2 separate regions of the Drosophila melanogaster genome follow, and region 1 is linked to region 2. Evidence: chromatin contacts called from public targeted proximity ligation data. All regions are on one chromosome and are shown on one strand. The core of a region is the stretch at or near the end of the contact, and the rest is flanking DNA. Distances in the headings are between cores, read along the strand shown. Region 1 holds the start of lncRNA:CR46198 (long non-coding RNA:CR46198). Region 2 holds the start of LeuRS-m (Leucyl-tRNA synthetase, mitochondrial).

The links.
Region 1: a contact with region 2 is called in a targeted proximity ligation map of the Kc167 cell line, with 9 times the contacts expected there. A contact is called at or near these places in 4 of 107 Hi-C or Micro-C datasets (the Clone 8 cell line and the S2 cell line) and 1 of 7 datasets of targeted methods (the Kc167 cell line).

The regions. Positions count from the first base shown.
Region 1 is chr3L:5,084,684-5,087,671 of dm6, forward strand. lncRNA:CR46198 (long non-coding RNA:CR46198) reads right to left here and starts at 1,546. Exons shown (of 2, transcript NR_133172.1): 1 at 1,326-1,546; 2 at 897-1,251.
Region 2 is chr3L:4,824,234-4,827,289 of dm6, forward strand. LeuRS-m (Leucyl-tRNA synthetase, mitochondrial) reads left to right here and starts at 1,620. Exons shown (of 4, transcript NM_139675.3): 1 at 1,620-1,809; 2 at 1,862-3,056. The coding sequence starts at 1,720. Dhc64C (Dynein heavy chain 64C) reads right to left here and starts at 1,454. Exons shown (of 15, transcript NM_001274503.1): 1 at 1,095-1,454. The coding sequence starts at 1,338.

The sequences.
Region 1 (2,988 bases), core at 296-2,795, 260 kb after region 2:
AAAAAGACATAAATTCTAATGAAAATCTCATTGAACTATTAACTCTGACCCATTCTCTGGCGATAAATCAAGCGAATAAAAAAGCGCAAAATATGTGAAATATGTGCAAATGTCAGCTTTTCAATCCGAATCAATAAACTTTGAATGACACGCAGAGAACCGAGAAAGGGAATGGGATCGCCCAGTTAGAAGCGAGGATACATTGTTCCACAATTGAAATCCACTCGAAATTTTCCCCCTATCCCCACATCTTTCGCTCGGTGTCACATTTTCCATGATTTTGCTGACAGAAGTTTGTTTGTTGCCTGTTGACATATGGTGGGGAAATTGGGTGGCAAATCAAGGGAAAATGGTGGGCTCTGGGGTCCAAAGAGGTGATTGCCGTTTAAATTACGAAATCATGCATGCGGCTGAATAAGGGAACAGCAGGGAGATGGAGGCAGGAAACTGCTGGGTTTTTGAAATTATAGTGCATTTGTGTTTTGTAATTAGACCCCAAATACCTATCGATGGCGCCGGATAAGAGGGATTGTGTGTGTGTGTGTGTGCGTTTGCCAGGGTTTTTCAACGTGTGTGAGAAGTGGCCTAATGAGGCAACACTTTTGGTTCAATGTAACACCGGAACCCTCGTAAAAAATCAGGGGGAGCCCCACTGTCGGCACATACAAATCTGTAAAACGATCAGCATACAGCTCACAGCGTGAAACATAATCGCAATAAGTGAATGCACTTGGTGGTTTTGGTCTTGGGGCTTTGATAAAGTATTGAATTGCAAACTGAATTGGTGTAGAGGGGTACTTTATATATTGGAAACATAAAATACATTGGATTTAATTTGTATCCCTTAACTGGCATATATGTTTAAATGCAACATAATTGTGAATTTTAAATTGAATACCCGCTAAGTGTATATTTAAAGTATATGTATTCTTGATCAAGATCACTAGACTGTCCCAATGAGTATATGTCCCACTAGCTGAGTAAGGGCTAGTTCTCTAACACAAAAACGCACTTTTATCGCACTTTTTTCAAATGTCTTTGTTGACTCATACAATCCCGCCCTCAATCAGTCTCAAAAACTATGCACGTTTTGTGTTTTGTGTTTTGTCACTTGTACCATCGATATCCTGGAAATCCTGGCCAACAAATTGACATTTGAGCTGACACATTGAGGACGCTTTTCCCAGCTCTTTACAACTTCTATTGATTTGCCCAAGATTTGCAATCGCAGTCAAAGTCTCCAGTGTTGTCCTTGTAGCGAAAAGAGAAAAAAAAAGGAAATTTCAGGCAAGTGGCCCAAACAGCACACACAGATATGTACATACATATATATACATATAGACGTATATCCAGATGAATTGGCAACTGCGATGATGATGCGTCAATGCATGCAAATTTGTTAGCCACAAATAAGTTGGGCCCAAAGTGGTTTTCGGACTTTGCACACACAATATTTTGTTGCTCTTCCTGCTGAAAATTGTGGCTTCTGTTGCTTTCGTTTTTGTTGCCCCCATTGTTGTTGTTATTTCTGTTGTTGTTGTTGTTGTGGCGGCTGTCAATGGCAGTGATTTACATAATATGGCCAACTCGATGCAACAATTTCCTGTGCGCTGGCACCCCAAATATTTACCATCGTTTGTTTGCCAGTTTGGCCTCTGCTCTCGGCTCATACATATGTGAACTACTTCTTTTTGTGCTTTTTTTTTCTGTTTAGTCCTGTCAAAAGTTATTGGTCAGCAGGTGAAAAATCAATTCGATGGGCTCTCGGTCAAACAAACATTTCATTATTTTCGTCTCTGGCCAAACAGCTAAACCAACACGTTTTGTCATCTGCCAAATGCAAAATTCATTGAGAGACTATACGAATTTTGTGGCTCTTGATTTTGCCCTGATATCCTGCCAATTGGCCTAAACAATTGTTAATAGAATTTTTCTCCTGTGTGCGTAAATTGATTTGGCTTAGCCAAAATACGAACGCACATATCACATGCTTGTCTTAATTTTTGATTGCTTTGTGGTAAATCGAATGAAATGTCCGACCACTTGGCGTCTAAATTAACTTAAACAAGTCAATAAATTTAATCAACTAATTAATTTACCAACTGCAATGGGAAATTCCTTCAAAGGGGCTTGGGTCCGACTTCACTTCATACAATAATTTCTTAGCCGACATTTCTGCAACTGGGCGCTCCCCTTTTGCTATGAAATTTGTTGCATACGCATAGGCGCTGCCCACAAATTTGATGACATGTGTCCGCCACCTCCACCACCCCCTCTCGCACTCCTATCCTTTTTGGCCAAGTTGCTGTGTTGTCAGACGAAATCATGGACAATTTTATGCATGTCCCATGTTGAACCACAGCAGGCGAGAACCATGAATAGTCCGAATTGACAAGTGTTTAAGGGGCCACACAAAGGCTGGACATGAAGGGAGTTTGGTAGCTCGGGGGTCCTTTCCCATTCAGGATGTGGTCCAAGGGTCTATAGTTGATTCGGTTGTGGTCATATGTCTGGCCTACACTTCATGTGATGGACGAGAATTCTCCTGTAATTTCCCCTCATGATTTTGTTTACATATGTAAATATGAAAACGCTTTTGGAGTGTTCGGGTAGCTATAGCTGCTAAATTATTCAAAATTGAATTATTTCGAAAAGTTGAATGACTAATTAGTTTTCAGATTCAAATTATTCACTAAAATGCTAACATTAATATGAATACTGGAAAGAAACAGAGAAATATGGAATGTTTTTAAATATCTAAAGTCAATTAGATATATACAATATCTAAAAGTAATGCTGTGATAATCTGTCCCATCAGGCTTCAATCCTTAGCCAAATAATTTCCATATTAACTGCACTGCAGTCTCCATTTGAAAGCATAAATACATTATCATTTGCGTAACCCCAAAATAAAGTCTGCTTAATAGCAACTTAATCAGTGCTAATGTCTTGACTGGAATATCGCTCAGCCTACATACATCTATGATT
Region 2 (3,056 bases), core at 370-2,869:
TAAATATGGTAATAAAAAATGGTTTTTTTTATTAGCCAATTGAAATAAATCCGTTGACTTATTCGTCCATTATTGAACTTTCAAAGGAAAACTAATTCCCGTTGATTACGTTTATCATGTCTGGCTCCACATTTACCCCTCACCCACTTTCAGTGGCATTCTACTGCCCACCTGGCATTGGACTCAATGGCACGGCATTGGCATGATTTCATTATCAAGGTGTTGACCTACGGAAATTAAGCGTCCAAGGAAAAACCTTCGAAATTCGTGCGCTCAAGGCTGGACCTTGGCGATGTCATTGCTCCCGCGCTGTTGGCCCCGTTGCCAATGTCAATGTGCCGATGGCATTGCCTTCGGCCAATGTCAATGTCGCTCCCAAAGCTATTGAAGCGGCGGAAGGTGTGCGCAGCCTCCAAGGTCGTTTCCGTAAACAAACTGGTTGCTTGGCAGGTACCAGCTGTTTCCCGGCGAATTGCTTGTAAACAAGCAAAGCCGGCAAGCGGCAAAACAGCTGTTAGCACTTATCGCCCTGCCGCGACTTTCGACTCATAGTTATCGAAGTGAATCATATGTGCTGACGTCATGCGCAGAAACCCGTTTTTATACCCTCTAATGCAGTACACTGATTTTACAATGCAGTTGGTATTTACTAACATGAATTATTGCTATCCTTCTGATTTTACGATTAATTCTGAATGCACTTTTTAGCAATATCGTAATATAAAAAATAATCCTATTTTTGTAATTGAATTTAAATTTTAAAAACTGTATGAATTTGTGATGCTTGAAAATTTTTCATACAAGTTGCTAGTGACATGGTAAGGTATTCCAGCTTCGACTTCCAAGCCAAAAAATATTTCTTATTGGAATTCAAACATCTGCCAAATTGATTTTTAAAAAACTGGTTGCGTATTCAGCTAGCAAACCCATAAATGACTCAATGTAACCATATGGAACTAATATTTTGAACTTATAACAAAAAGATTGCCTGAAAAGCTTGCCAACTTTCTTATCTTCGCCAAAAAGACGCCATTTTGTGCAGGTACCATTTTTTCACCCTAGATTTGCCAACGGGACAGGAATTCTTATTTTACCTTTAATGCAATTGCGTTGGACGTAAAGCGCCTGCACCTGGGGATCCGAGAGGAACTTCCGGATGGTGTCCTGGTTGACGGGATCGTCCAGAGCATCGTTCAGCGATGCGGGAACCACATCGTCCTCCGGCAGCAAAATGGTCACCGCCTTCCGAAGATAATTGGCAAATGCATCATAGTTCGCAATGGACAGGTTCACGATTGGATCCACCGATGTATCGGGGTTCTCCAAGGAGTCACCCATGTCCCACAAAGGTTTTCGGTATTAAATACTCCTCAAAAGGTGTACAATTTAATTTTTCACAATGCCTCGCCCTGTGAAAAATTACGTGAGTTTTTTTTTTCGCAAAATGTAAACGGCCCTGCCACTCAGTTGAAAATCGAAAGCAAAAAAGCCAGTGCTACCATAGTTGCGGCAGATATCAGAATACAGAACTGGGCGAAATGTTACCAGTCAGTCAGGAATGCTTCCCGCCAAAATTTCTTAGAGCAATTCCCATCCACGTGAGCGATGTGGCAACTCGATGCAGAGAAACAGCTGTTCGATTGTAGAGTGCAGTGGGTTCTTCCTATTTTGTTATTCAATAATTGTGAAATGTGCAATTCAATCAATTAAACCGGTATAATGCAAGCACTGAGAAGAACACGACCTTGGGGAGCTGTCTACTGGAATAGCTGGCGGCGCCTGCTAACCCAAAGCTGCACCCGGAATGATGTGGGTGCATAATATATCCGAGAAACGCAATAAGACCTTTGTTAAATTCCAGAATCCAGAGCTAACCAGTGATGTCAAGCACCGGATTGAGGCTCATTGGCGGGAGCAGCTCAGTGGAGGACAGTTCAATCCCAAGGACTCGCAGGACAAGTACTACGTGCTCTCCATGTTCCCGTATCCCTCCGGCAATCTTCACATGGGCCATGTGCGCGTCTATACCATAGCCGATTCGGTGGCTCGTTTCCAGCGAATGTGCGGCAAGAATGTGTTTCAGCCAATGGGTTGGGATTCCTTTGGGCTGCCCGCCGAGAACGCCGCCAATCAGCGTGGGGTGGAGCCCGCGTCCTGGACGGAGCAGAACATTGCCCAGATGAAGGAACAACTCAAGCGACTTGGTTGCTCCTTTGACTGGAACCATGAATTGTCCACCTGCAGTCCAAAATACTACAAGTGGACGCAGCATCTGTTCCTAATGCTCCATCGCCATGGATTGGCCTACCAGAACGAGGCTCTTGTTAACTGGGATCCCGTTGATAAGACCGTGCTCGCAGATGAGCAGGTGGACGCCAACGGCTGTTCCTGGCGGTCGGGCGCCAAGGTGGAAAAGAAGCTTTTGAGGCAGTGGTTTATCCGAACGAGTGCTTATGCCAAACAATTGCTAGACGGTTTGGAGGATCCCACGCTTCGCGACTGGAGGGATATTATTAACCTGCAGCGACACTGGATTGGAGAGTGTGATGGATACGCTTTCAACCTGCTCACCTCCGCCTCCGGACTTTTACGAGTGTGGACTACCCATCCGGAGCATTTAAAAGATCCCCATGCCTTTCTCGTGCTCCGCAGCAATCATCACTTGTCAAAGCTAAAGGGTGCGGACAGCCTAAGCGCAGCGAACCCGTTTGCGGGCACCACAATGCCTGTGGTCTTTAGCGACGAAGTGACATTTCCGCCAAAGAGCGATGTTTACCTGGCAGCCCCCAGCTTCCGTGGCGAAGACAAGGATTTGTGGGATTCATATGGACTGGCTTTTACTTCAAATGGCAAGGATGAGGAATCCCTAAGTCCAGCCAACTGGGAAATGTTAAGGAAAGAGGTGCTCCAGGCAGCCACACGCCTTAATGTTGGCGGCTATCGTGTATCCTCAAAGCTGAAGGATTGGTTGATATCACGACAGCGCTATTGGGGCACTCCCATTCCTATTGTACACTGTCAAAAGTGCGGAGCAGTGCCAGTGCCGGAGGAGCAGC